2 separate regions of the Sus scrofa genome follow, and region 2 is linked to region 1. Evidence: chromatin contacts called from public Hi-C data. All regions are on one chromosome and are shown on one strand. Each heading gives the region's core, a stretch centred on a gene start, on an enhancer-like site or on the middle of the called end of the contact. The rest is flanking DNA. Distances are from core to core; before and after follow the strand shown. Region 1 holds the start of C1H14orf166 (chromosome 1 open reading frame, human C14orf166). Region 2 holds the start of TXNDC16 (thioredoxin domain-containing protein 16).

Region 1 (7,194 bases), core at 3,095-5,594:
AAAGACAAAAAGATTTGTAAATAAAAAAGAAGCTGAGTGCTTATAATCTGCTATACTTCTTTTCTAAAATAAGCTTTATCCAATCGCATCTCCCCAAAAATTAGATCCCTAGGAATAAACCTGACCAAGGAGATGAAACACTTACATCGTGAGAACTATAAAACATAAATCAAGGAAATTAAAGAGGATTCAAAGAAATGGAAAGATATTCCATGATCCTGGATTAGAAGAATTAATATGGTAAAAATGGCCATACTACCCAAAGCAATCTACAGATTCAATGCAATCCCTATCAAATTATCCATGACATTTTTCACAGAACTACAACAAACAATCCAAAAATTTATATGGAAACATAAAAGACCCACAATTACCAAAGCAGTCCTGAAGAATGAAAACAAGGCAGGAGGCATAACTCTCCCAGACTTCAGGCAATATTGCAAAGCTACAGTAATCAAGACAGTGTGGTACTGGTACCAAAACAGACATACAGACCAATGGAACAGAATAGAGAACCCAGAGATAAACCCAGACACCTATGGTCAATTAACCTTCAACAAAGGAGGCAAGAAAAAGATAGTCTTTTCAGCAAGTATTGCTGGGAAACCTGGACAGCTGCATGTAAATCAATGAAACTAGAATACACCCTCACACCATGCACAAAAATAAACTCAAAATGGCTTAAAGACTTAACTGTAAGGCAAGACACCATCAAGCTCCTGGAAGAGAACATTAGCAAAACATTCTCTTATATAAAGCATACAAATGTTTTCTTAGGTCATGTTTCCCAGGGCAACAGAAATAAAAGCAAAAATAAACCAATGGGACCTAATCAAACTGAAAAGATTTTTCACAGCAAAGGAAACCATAAAAAAAAAATAAAGACAACCTAGGGAATGGGAGAAAATAGTTTCAAACAATGCAACTGACAAGGGCTTAACCTCTAAAGTATACAAACTTATACAACTCAACAGCAGAAAAACCAACGACCTAACTGAAAAATCAGCAAAAGAGCTGAATAGACATTTCGCCAAAGAAGACATCCAGATAGCCAACAGACACACGAAAAAATGCTCAACATCCCTGCTTATTAGAGAAATGCAAATCAAAATTACTATGAGGTACCACCTCACACCAGTCAGAATGGCCATCGTTAACAAGTTAACAAATAAGAAATGCTGGAGAGGGCATGGAGAAAAGGGTACTGTCCTACACTGTTGGTAGGAATGTAAATTGGTACAACCACTATGAAAAACAGTATGGAGGTACCTCAAAAAACTAAATATAGAACTACCATATGACCCAGCAGTTCCACTCTTGGGCATCTATCCAGATAAAACTTTCATTGAAAAAGGCACATACACCCCTATGTTCATTGCAACATTATTCACAACAGCCAAGACATGGAAACAACCGAAATGTCCATCGACAGAGGAATGGATTAAGATGTGGTCCATACACACCATAGAATACTACTCAGCCATACAAAAGAACAAAATAATGCTATTTGCAGCAACATGGATGGAACTAGAGACTCTCATACTAAGTGAAGTCAGTCTGAAAGAGAAAGACAAATGCCAATGATATCACCTATATCTAATATATGGCACAAATGAACCTTTCCACCGAAAAGAAACTCATGGACTTGGAGAACAGACTTGTGGTTGCCAAGGGGGAGGGTGTGGGATAGACTGGGAGCTTGGGGTTAATAGATGCAAACTATTGCATTTGGAGTGGATAGGCAATGAGATCCTGCTATAGAGCACAGGGAACTATATCCAGTCACTTGTGATGGAACATGATGGAGGATGAGAAAAAGAACATATGTGTATTATATATAAATATGTATTACATATATATAGTATATATATGAGTCACTTTGCTGTACAGTAGAAATTGACAGAACACTGTAAATAAACTATAATGGAAAACATAAAAATCATTAAAAAAAAAAAAAGCTTTGTCCTCTGCTCAAGTCTGGTGGTCCCTTGCAGCATTCCTCATGTCTACATCCTCTTCCAACCTCCTCACACCTGGGGGTGATGACAAGAGAGTTTCAAGTACCTGATCATTTAGGGCTCTGAAATAGAGATACAAGGTCAGGAACAAACAACTGAGGTTTTTTTGTTTTTTTTTTACATTAAAGTATCAATTCCAGGAAAAAATTTAAAATCACTTTTTCCTACTCTTTTTTAAAAAATTTTATTTATTTATTTTTATGGCTGCACTTGTGGTATATGGAAGTTCCTAGGCCAGGTAGTGAATCTGAGCCGCAACTTTGACCTATGCTGCAGCTGTGGCAACGCTGGATCCTTTAACCCACTGCACTGGGTTGGGGATCAAACCCATCCCTCCACATTGACCTGAGCTGCTGCAGTTGGATTCTTAACCCACTCTGCCACAGTGGGAATTCCTGCTTTCCCCCACTTTTTAAAGAAATAACATTATCTGCAATTGCATATAAGCATTCCTTTATTATTTCCCCTTCCTTGACTGGTTCATATTTCTTCGTATTTTTTGGCTAGTATTTTGTTAACTATATAGCTAGCATATACCATGGTATATTACAGCTTTTTTCTTTTTTCTGTTTTTGTTGTTGTTGTTTCGTTTTTTGGTTTTTTTTTTTTTTTTTTTTTTTTTTGCTTTTTAGGGCAGTATATGGATGTTCCCTGGCTAGGGGTCAAACTGGAGCTGCAGCAGCTGGCCTACACCACAGCCTCAGCAATGTGGGATCCAAGCTGCATCTTTGACCTACACCACAGCTCAGGGCAACACTGGATCATTAACCCACTGAGCAGGGCCAGGAAGCAAATCGTCATCCTCATGGATACTAGTCGGGTTTGTTACTTCTGAGCCACAAAAGGAACTCACTGGAGCTGATTTTTTGATTCAATCAGTAGGCATCTTATTTGGAAAATACAGACTGTCTCACAGTGCCTCCTTAAAGCTGTATTCTGACCTGAAAGCACACTTTGTACTTCTCGTTATTTATCACTTTCTAACTCTAGATTATAAGTATTTATTTACATGTCTAATTTTGCTTTTATACTTGAATATCCTGAAAATATCTCACTCATTTGTATGGCCCACAAGTACCAGCACAGTGTTTAATTATAATCTGTTGAAATAAAATGAAGCATATAAAGTTGGCTTGCCTCCAAGAACATCAATAGCTCCCCTTAGCATGGCATGAAAGGTCGTTTTTGATCAGGCCCTGGTCTTTGGCTAAGTCTCATCCACTGTCATTCTCTTCTACCCTCCAACTTCCATAAGCTCTAGCCACTCTGGCCCAGCTGCTGTTCACTCCTTTACTTTGTATGTCTTCTTCCCTCAATGCAAGCTACCCTTTTGATGGTATGGCAAACTCCTCACCATCTTCAAGCCATAGTTCAGACTTGTTTGTTTTGTCTTCCCTCAACAACCTTTTAAACTTCAGGAGAGTACGGGCCTGGTAGGTCTTGCTCACTGCTGTCTCTCCAGTGTATGAATGCAGATTGGGGGAATGAAGAAGCATATTAATATATAAATTGAAGTTTTGATTATTTCAAAGGCAGCAGGAACCCACAAAAGGATACTAAGCATTAAACGGTAATGAACAGGTTTTTGTTTCAGAAAATCACTATCATTGCTGACTGTGATGGTGGGAGTGGAGTTGGGAGGATTGGAAAAAGCAAGACTGGCCCTAAGAAATAAGATAGAATAAGCAAAAATGATGAAGGCCTGATTTGAGGTAGCATCAGTGAGGTTGGGAGGAGGAGAGGGATTTGAGAAAGACATGAGAGACAGAACAGCATGAATTAATGAAGTATTGGATGTTGTAATTGAGGTTGATAGGGAGTGAAGGATAAGTCCAGGTTTTTGGCTTCAAGATTCCATAGCTGCTAGTGATGTCTGGAACTATTATACAGTATTATATTTGTTTGTTTACCTGTCGATCACTCCCTACTTAGTGAGAAAGGGACCTTGCTAAAAAGTCTTTTTTATTAGCAGCGTTAGAAGGAGGCATGTAATAATTCAATGAATGGGTGAATACGCTGAAAATACTAAACAGATTATACGATTCAATAAGAGGCATGGCGATAGCAGAATCTAAGTATACCGTGCTCTGCGGGGTGTATCAACACCGCGAGGAAAACAACAGGTAACCGGCCACTAAGTTGCATTCTGCCTAATGCACAACTAGTAAGCTGACAATAAAGTTTATTTGAGCGTCGACGTGCCTCAACGTGGCCCCGCCTCCCCAACCGGAGCTACGATTGGTGGGCATTGGCCGGCGGCTGCCGATCCTAAAGCCAGGATTGGCTAAGGCCGCCGTCATTTCGGAGCGTCCCGGCTCCCGACGCCCTCTCGCCGCGTCGTCGGTGCCTGCGCCGCTCGCTCTTCCTCGGTTCTCCCCTCCCGGCTGAAGACCGGGGACCGGAGCGAGCAGACTGGGACCATGTTCCGACGCAAGCTGACGGCCCTCGACTACCACAATCCTGCTGGCTTCAACTGCAAAGGTGAGGCGGCGGCCTTGGGCCGGCCGCGTGTCAGTGACCCCGCGGGCCACCGCTCCCTCGGCGCCGGCATCCGGGCACGCTACCCGGGCCGTTCGCGGCCTTGTCTCCCCGGGACTTATCTTCTCCCACCCGCCGGGCACCTGAAGCTTCCTTGGCTTCAGAGCCCCGTCACCCGTTCTTTGTGTCCTTGCTAAACTCCGGACACCACTCTCACCTCCTGCCCGCACCCTCAGCTCTCTAGAGGGAAAGTCTTTTTTTCTCTTAGCCCTCAATGCGCTGGTTGCCGGGTCACAGGGTGACGCCGTGAGCACCTGCTGGGGGCCAGCGCAGTGCTGGAATCCGAGGAAGATGCGGCGTAACTTGAACACCAGTTAGTTCACTGCCTGCCAGGAACTAAGGGGTCGGGGTGGGCAGTGAGAACCCACCGAGCAGTTTGAGCTCAAATGTTAATGAGGTCCTGGGCTGGCAGTGTTGGGATACACGCGTATAATAACGGGCTAATTACAGTGTGTGGGTCGTGCAAAAAAAGTTAGCAGCAGCTGAATGGGGCGGTTGAATTGTAAATACGAAGGTATTTGGGATTTCACAGTGTTAAAATTGTAGAAGAAAAAAAAGTATTAAGATTGCTACCCCACTGTTACACAGCTACTACCCACCACTACTTGTTTTTTTTCCAGAATTCTTAGCCTGTAGTAGACTAGTAAGTTTGAAAGTGTTCAAGTACAACCTGGCATGTTCAGAAGATGGTGAAATTCTCAAGACTTCATAATTTGAATTCCAGCTTGAATTTTGAAATTGAAAATAATTTCCAAGCAGTCTAACAGTGTTTTGTTGATCTCCTGTAGAAGCATGTCAATTTATAGACTCTTGTTTTTCTACTTTGCCTTTTATTTAACAAAAAAGGTTCAAGGCAGTAGAGCTTAGAGCTGGATTTCAAATCTTTGAGCCTCAATTTTCACACTTGTGCGATAAGGATATTCCTACCGCAAGAGAATGTGAGGTACATGAACACCTATGAACTTTTTCATGAATGGTTTTAATATGCTGTAATAGTAAACAGTAGTAGTTGACTGTATCGCCTTTGTATTTATCATTTAATTTGACATCCCCCCCCCCTTCTTTTTACTGCTGCATCTGTGGCATATGGAAGTTCCCAGGCTAGCTGTTGAATCAGAGCTGCAGCTACCAGCCTACACCACAGCCACGGCAATACCAGATCTGAGCCACATCTGCAGCCTATGCCTCAGGTTGTGCCAATGCTGGATCCTTAATCCACTGAGCAAGGCCAGGGATTGAATCGAATCTTCACAAAAACGTCAGGTCTTAACCTGTTGAGCCACATGGGAAAACCATCCTTTAATTTCTTGTACTTTATTATTGCTGTAAATTTAATGTTTTCCAATTCTTCCTCCTCCCTTCCCCAAAGGAACTTGGAAAATAACTGATATTTTAATAGCAAAACTATGTGCCAGATACTTTTAATCTTTAAATAATTTACTTAACCTTCATAACAGCCCTGTGAGGTAAGTCCTGTTATTCCCCCCCCCCCCGCCTCCCTCCCCCCGTTTTGTAACTCAGGAGTCTGAGGCACAAGAAATTTAGGTAATTAGCCTAAGTTCACATAATCACAAGATGTGTGTAGTCAGAATTTGAATTCAGGCCAGGATAGGAACAGAACATTTTTTAGATCTGTTAATTCAAAGTCTGCACTTTCAGGAGTTCCTGTCGTGGCGCTGTGGTAAACGAATCCTACTAGGAACCATGAGGTTGCGGGTTCGGTCTCTGCCCTTGCTCAGTGGGTTAAGGATCCGGCGTTGCCGTGAGCTGTGCTGTAGGTTGCAGATGCGGCTCGGATCCTGCGTTGCTGTGGCTCTGGCATAGGCCGGCGGCTACAGCTCCGATTCGACCCCTAGCCTGGGAACCTCCATATGCTGCGGGAGAGGCCCAAAAAAATGGCAAAAAGACCAAAAAAAAAAAAAAAAAAAAAAACCAAAGTCTGCACTTTCAGCTCCTACATCAAGCAGCTCAAGTAACTTACTATTTTGGAGTTAAAAAAATTCCATAAGACTATTTATTTTTGGAAAAGGAAGTGCTTTACTTATAGTGCTTTGAGTGATTTATATCATGTTTTTATTGCAGATGAAACAGAATTTAGAAACTTTATTGTTTGGCTTGAAGACCAGAAAATCAGACACTACAAGATTGAAGACAGAGGTAATTTAAGAAACATCCACAGCAGTGACTGGCCCAAGTTCTTTGAGAAGGTAATGGATTAGAAAGTAAAGTTAAAAGTACAGAGAACTTGTCTAAAAATTGTACTAAGACAAGCAAGCTTAAAATTTCCTTGTTTTTCTAAAATACTTAATAATGATCAGTGTTAGAAAAGCCAGATTTCAGGGATTTAACTTTTTTCTTTTCCATATTTCTTCTGTTTTTAAAGCAAATGATATTATCTCTTCCTATCAAGTATTTAGTACTAGCTAGAAATAATTTTGTTCCAAAACACTGAGGCTTCTTAAGTAAACAGAGATATATATTTTATAAGTGGTAAAAATGGCCAAAATCATAATTTTTACATTAAAAATATAGTAGAAATACACTTAAATATTTTATTAAAACAAGGCATTGTTGGAGTTCCTGCTGTGTACAGCAAGTTAAGGATCCAGCATTGTCTCTGCAGCAGCATAGCTCACAG
Region 2 (7,036 bases), core at 4,264-6,763, 520 kb after region 1:
TGAGAAAAAGAAAGTATACATGTATGTGTGACTGGGTCACTTTTCTGTACAGTAGAAAATTGATAGAACACTGTAAACCAACTATAATGGAAAAAATAAAAATCATTTTTAAAAAAGAGAAAATAATGCTTCAAAATTTGAAATATCAGAACAACGTGATGAGCTCCTTGGGAGAAACATGGCCTTGTTGCCTTGGTGTGGTCATTCATCAGTATAGGATAAACAGTTTCAGTTCTCCTGTCAGGTGTAACTAGGATCACACTTAGTTTCCTGCACTTCACAGGCTAGTGAAGTTTGAGGCTACCATGTGCCTTACTATGGCCAAAAAAAGTGGTCTGTCTCAGCCAACACTTGAACAGATCCTGAACAGATCCTGTGCCATATGCCTGGCTTTCTTTTCTTCTGTCACCTGGTGAAGACATTCAAGGGGGCAGTTGTTTGTCAACACAGATCCCAGAATGAGCACAGAGAACCTCTGGCTGAAATGCAACGAGCATGGGTCATAGGAAGAAATAAACCTTTTGTCTTAAGCCTCTAAGATTGAGAGCCTTTTATTGCAGCATAATCTAGTTTATCTTTGCTGGTATACAAACTAGAAGTGAAATGCTACCTTAACAAGAACCCCACATATTGGCTCAGGGGCCAAGCAACACAGAAACTGTTCTGGGACTACACAAGGAAACTCTTTCTTCAGGGAACTGTATAGACGCAGGAGCTCAACAAATGATCCATATTAAGGAGTAACAAAACATTTGATGCAACCATCACTACCATAATATCCGGGTAACAAGGACCTAATGGGTTTATGAACATGTACCTAGGTTCACATGGCTAAAGAACTTATTTATGGCCCTAGAACAGGCTAGAAAACAAGAAGAGTACTGTGTGATAGTTGCTGTTCACTGAGTTTAATGAGGCATTAAATGAAAGGTACTTAAAGAACCGCCATCCAAAAGACTAGCTGTTTAAAACTTACAACAGTGTTTAAGTTCCCACACTTGTATGGTCTGAAAGGAAGCTGACAAAACTGCTCAGCCGTGGAAAGAGGCCATCTTCTCCAAAGCCAACTTCAGGTATGGCCAAGGATAATAAAAAAGTAGGGACTTCCTGCAAGGCAAAGCCAAGGACCATACAGAACTATGCTCTAGGGCATGTGCTAGAATATGAACTCTTTGTCACTGGTCTACAATAACGAGATATGCACAGAAATTGAGTACAAATGTTTAAAAGCTTTTATAGTAATTTCACACAGTAGTTTTGTCTGTTGAATCTAATTATTTTTAAATTGGTCTAGTCATTTGACAGGTTTCTTTTTTTTCATTTGCCTTATAATTCATTTTGTGTTTAACAAAAATTCAAAGCAGATTAGAATTAAAATTTAAAAAAAACAAACACTGCTCATTCATAACAGATAGTTTGAAAAGCACTGGTCTAGAGACCCAAGGAAGAGAATCAGAGCCTTAGCACAACAAAGCTGTGAAAGTCCACAGTCTCATATATGTCTCCCATGCTTCTCCTCTCCAAACGGGAACACTTATTATAGTTATCTTTCCCTACACTACTCTATGCATTCGACAAGGTGTGGAGACAGATAATTTATAATGTCCAGACTGATACAGATTACCAGAGATTATGGCTGCTGGGCATTACTCAGAGATCTGAGACTTGGAGCTTGACACGGTGACTGGATGGGATTTGGGGGTTATCTCCACTGGGAAGGGCCAAGGATGAAGTACATGTAGGAAGGAGAATATCCGTTGACAAAAAGGATAAATGGTCCAAATGTTTCCAGTTCTCTACACATGTTAAAATCTTTCCCCACTTCCTTGAGTTAGGTATAGCCGTAACTTGATTTGGCCCATGAAATGTGCAAAGCGACATAGGCAATTTCCAGACCCTTTTAAGAGTCACCATGTCGTGAAGCATGACACACTTGTTGTCTTCTATGATTGAAAACAGTAAAAACTGAGGCCTTCTCTGTTGAACCAAGTCTCAGGAAGTGGGCAACATAGGGATATGCTCCCAGCCTACTCAGTATAAATGTTTCAAACCTCTGAAGCTTTAGGGTTATTATTACAGTATAACCCATCCTAGCCCTGTTTGTTTTAGTAACAGCTAAAAGGAAAGGGACTTGAACATACATATATATCCTAGATTTTAAAGCAGTCTATTTCAAAGAATTCACAAGAAATTGACCCAGTTTCACTTTAGGAATTTTCTAAAAGGAAAGGTGACCCTATAAAATGCAGCTCACTGTCATCACAACAGGTGCCAATATCAAAAGAAAATGGGAGCCCTAGGCAAATGTTTGCCAATACTACACATAGACATCTCCCAACTAAGTGCTGATTCTTACCCTTTGGGCCTGGAAGGAGCCCTCAGTTCTTCAGTATAATGCTCCTGGCAGCTCTAATCAGAGCAAGATGTCACTTTTGTCTCATCCCTAAACTCTACAAACAAGTACGCATGCACAAGTCATTTAAAAGTTAGAAAAAATGTGTTAAACATTTAAAAAAATAAAACATTTAACTAAGGACAGGAGGAGAAGAAGCACTCCAAGAATGAATGAATGAGGCTAAAGTACAAAAAGGGCTAAAAGTTGTAAATAAAAGGCAATGCTAAGGACAAGAAAAGTTAGTTCTGCTCAGCCCCCAAGAGCAACAAGGAGGAAGTACTTAGAAAAAACCACTGATCATCCTGCCAGTGCGAGGATCAAGAATGTGCCTTTCTGTGCATGTGGAGCAGCTGGCAGTCCTCTTCAGGTAGAGCAATTCCATTTTGGGATTAGGTCCCATGTATAACAACAACTGGCAAACAGCTCCTTTTTTTTGGTCTTTTTAGGGCCACACTCATGGCATATGGAAGTTCCCAGGCTAGGGGTCTAATCAGCGCTGCAGCTGTCAGCCTACAACACAGCCTACGCAACGACGGATCCTTAACCCACTAAGGGGGGGCCAGATATGGAACCTATGTCCTCATGGATACTACTTGGGTTCGTTACCACTGTGCCACAATGGGAACTCCCAGTTCTTCTTTTAAATGTTGGAAAGACCATTGTGCTCGAGTAATCTGCCCTACCAGAACAACAATATTCAACCACTGTGCATTTGGACACATTTCAGATTTTAGATTATGTAGGAACAAGCTTTTCTAGAAGACCTTTGGTTAAGTTGTCTTTTAAAGGCCTAAATTTCCCTTATGATTAAACATAAAACAAATGGTTTCCTATCTCAAGAAAGAAAATTAACAACTGTAAACATTAAACAAATTACACCAAGATCTGTAGGCATCATTTTCTGGGAAAAGATACATTTCATATTCTGCAACAAATGGGGCATATAATGTTTACAAAGTTCCTAAAAGAACATTCTGTCAAAAATTAGCTTACTTACAATTTAATGCTGCTTTTGGAGAACAGAACCTGCTCACTGAACCAGCCTCAAATAAAATGTTAATTAGATCTCATCATAGCTTATCATTTAAGCCCCAAAGGAGGCAATAAAAGGAGTTAATATCTCTCCATTTGAGTTCTCTCAGGGTGATTGTGGCAAAATCTTCTATTTGCACCCCCATACAATGCCCCCCACAAAAGGAGAAAAAAAGCAACTATCTGGATTTGCTATGACTCAGGAATAAAAAGTTTCAAAGGTTTTTTAGCAAAGATCTGAAACTAGTACCTAGTATAGGTACCATCCAGATGTCGTTTACTCTCCCTTTGAGTAGAGAATATAGGAAAAAAAGAAAAAACTCTTCATGGTGCAAACCTACTCAGGAACTAATTCACCGATTATGGAAGATTAAAAAAAAATACACCATGCCAGAGAATACGATGCTTTCCTGATTTTGACAAGTGCCTAAAAGAATATAACTCTCAGTTCATGCTCAATATATCCGCTAAAGTACATAACTGCAATCAGTTAACTCACTGGGGCCAATGGTACTCCGGCCCCTTTCAAACTGAACTATGTACTGCTCTAACCACATTCTCTAAGAATCCATGAGGCAAATGTCTTAAATTCCAATAAATCTGAGATCCTTCTTTACAGCCTTGATGTTGGATTAGGCCTGTTAACCTCTTACAGCCAAGCTGTACCCTTAGCCTGCACCACACAACCTGCTCAGCTGAATGTTTATCAGAGGGATTTCAGATAATAGCGCCTAAATGTATATCACAGTTTGTCAGCACACCTACACAGAACCCAGAACAGAGCAGCATCTGGTGCCTGAGTGAACTTCTGTCCCAGAACCTGGAACACGAGAAACTTTTAAGTCCCCCGTGGATCAGGTAGCTAGGAAAGAAGGTACCAACACTCTCCTTAGAATAGTGAGTTAGGAAAGGCTGAGTCTTGGCTGCACCAGCAAATCTAACAGTCTTTCACGGGGATACTTAATTTGGATGTGCCACCCATTCTAAGGGGAACACAAATTATTCTCTCATCGCTTTGCACTACTTTGCTCTTTTCCTTACCAAACACCTTCCCAAAAAAAGTCAATAAATATTAGTTCAATATACGTGGAAGATCTATTTAGATCTATTTATTTTCACTAATTTTCAGCAGCATGTGACATACAGCATTTGTTTTGTATCTCTCTGAGCCCTAAAAATAGCGCAGCCATCCACCCCATACCAGACCAAGGCTTGAAGGAATACATGGGGAATTTAAGAAGCACAGACTATTCTTTTTCCTCTCCAGACATTCATCAAAGGCTTATAATTCTGTTTCTGCCTGGTTGACTGAACTTATGCCTACAGCATCTTTTCAAATTCGAAGTTTCAAAGACCCACCTTCCCCTACTCGGAGATCGCGTCCATATCCATCTCATCCTAGTATCACTCTTTTTTCTGGGACATTTCCCGAGGGATGAAAGGGTCTTTTAGCGCTTCTGTTCAGCCTTCGCCTCATCCCTTGCCCCCTCCCCACGAAGGGCTCACGTTTTAACTGCCGCTCACGCCCCCGGGGGGCGGGGGGGAGAAGAAACAAAAACGTCTCTAAAGAAGGATCTAGGTGAGGCCCCTTTTAAGCCAAACTCCAGAGTTAGCCGGTGCGGCCCCTGCCGGGGAAGAGCCACCAGGGCTGAATCTCTGCAGGCAGAAACCACAGCCCGTCGCCTGTAGGAGCGGCGCTGCCACCTACCTACTCGGAGACCGGAGGACAAGACCTGCGGGCTGGGACCCGGACGGCTGGCCGACAGTTCCCGCCACTTGAAAGAGAAGAAGCAGAAGGCGGGGTCATGCCCCGCTTGCTTCGCTGCACCGAACCGCTCCCCACACCTGCGAGTTTGCAGCGCTCCCGCCCTCCACGCCTGCAGCCACCACAGCTCGGCTGTATCAGCCGGCAGGGAAAAAACAAGCCGCGAAGCTCCTCCCTCTCCTCGTGGGCCTTACGTGAGGCCTCTCCAGCCAAAGGGAAGCGCAGGGGGAGGAGTGAGAGAAGCCCCAGTGACAGGCCACAACCTAGTCCGCCCGCCGGCGCGAGCGGGCAGCGCAGTTGCTGGGCCAATCGACAGTGTGGGTGGGAAGTGAAGAGGAGGGAGAAAGCGGAGAAAGGAAGCGTCCAATCAGATCGTGAGACCCTGGAGCGACGGGTCCTGCCGCCTGTAGTCTTCCGAGTGCGGCGCGCAGGGGGCGTGCCCACCTGGGCCAATCCGCGCGAGCCCACGGTGCGGAGCGAGCGCCTCAAATGCTCGGGTTTCTCAGCTGATTGTCTCCAGCCGAGAGTTGTTTTTTGCAGCTACCGAGCGGAGCCGCTGCAGGAGGAGCAGAGACCCCCGGGGGGGTGGGGCGGGGAGAGGAGGCGGGGTCCGGGGAGCCGCGGCTGCTCTCCGCGGGGCTCCAGGTCCTGTCACGGCGCTTCCTGGGGTTGGAGGTTGGGGTGGGTGGGGGGTCAGGGAGTCATCCTTCTTCCCCTCGACGGCGGCTCCGAGTCCGGCCCCTTCCTTCCCGCGCTCCCTCGCCCGCCCCACAACCCCCTCATGAGGGTGTCCGTGCCGGGTCCGGCGGCCAGCCGCGAGCCCTCGACGCCCGGCGGGAGCGGCGGAGGCGGAGGCGCCGTCGCTGCTGCCTCAGGCGCCGCGGTGCCGGGCTCGGTACAGTTGGCGCTGAGCATCCTGCACGCCCTGCTCTACGCCGCTCTCTTCGCCTTTGCCTACCTGCAGCTGTGGCGGCTGCTCCTGTATCGCGAGCGGCGCCTGAGTTACCAGAGCCTCTGCCTCTTTCTCTGTCTCCTGTGGGCAGCGCTCAGGACCACCCTTTTCTCCGCCGCCTTCTCGCTCAGCGGCTCCCTGCCCCTGCTCCGGCCGCCCGCTCACCTGCACTTCTTCCCCCACTGGCTGCTCTACTGCTTCCCCTCCTGTCTCCAGTTCTCCACGCTCTGTCTCCTCAACCTCTACCTGGCGGAGGTAAGGCGGGAGGACCGGCACGCTGGGCCGGGCGGGAGAACGGGGCCGCAGCTTTCAACTTGGGCTAGGGACCGGTGGGGGCTGGGGTAGGGAGGTGCGGACCGAGAGTCGCCCGGGGAGACTGAGGTACGCCCGGATTGTGTGCCAGGCTTCTCGCCCTAAACTTGAGCCGCCGATCGGCTCGGCGACTGAAGGGCTTGGAGGGGGATGAGTGAGTGAGAGTGTGTTCCGACAACTTAAGAGAGCAGGACCAGCCTTTGTTCGGCGTCCTGGCCCTGTAAGGGAAGGTATCGGTGGTACCAACAAAGTGGCATCGCAAGAAGTAGCAGCCCCGGTAGCTCTGCCGAAGCTGGACTGTGTTGAGAGAGGTTGGATGCTGAGGTAGCAGCAGCTCTGCTGAAGCTGGACTGCTGCCAGCCATTACGTCACCAGGCAGAGCTGTTCCTCTGCTATTGTTGCTGCGTTTCTTTTATTAGAAGCTTATATTCCCTCCTGCCTCTCCTTTCCCGTGGCTCGATAAGCCTCACACAGATTCCTTTCGTTGGTTCCCCGGCGGGGTTAATTATCAATAACCAAAGCGGAGGGTCAGTATAAAGACCTCCGTAAAAAAATCCCAGTGTTTGCCCCAGTCGCTTCA

The links. Hi-C and Micro-C count contacts between places; a contact is called where the count stands out from the background.
Region 2: a Hi-C map of liver shows a contact between it and region 1, with 9 times the contacts expected there. The contact joins the promoter of TXNDC16 here to the promoter of C1H14orf166 in region 1. A contact is called at or near these places in 2 of 47 Hi-C or Micro-C datasets (heart right ventricle and liver).

The regions. Positions count from the first base shown.
Region 1 is chr1:181,677,024-181,684,217 of Sscrofa11.1, forward strand. C1H14orf166 (chromosome 1 open reading frame, human C14orf166) reads left to right here and starts at 4,345. Exons shown (of 8, transcript NM_001243494.1): 1 at 4,345-4,499; 2 at 6,639-6,763. The coding sequence starts at 4,439.
Region 2 is chr1:182,197,535-182,204,570 of Sscrofa11.1, forward strand. TXNDC16 (thioredoxin domain-containing protein 16) reads right to left here and starts at 5,514. Exons shown (of 21, transcript XM_021102004.1): 1 at 5,136-5,514. GPR137C (integral membrane protein GPR137C) reads left to right here and starts at 5,651. Exons shown (of 7, transcript XM_005659957.3): 1 at 5,651-6,399. The coding sequence starts at 5,974.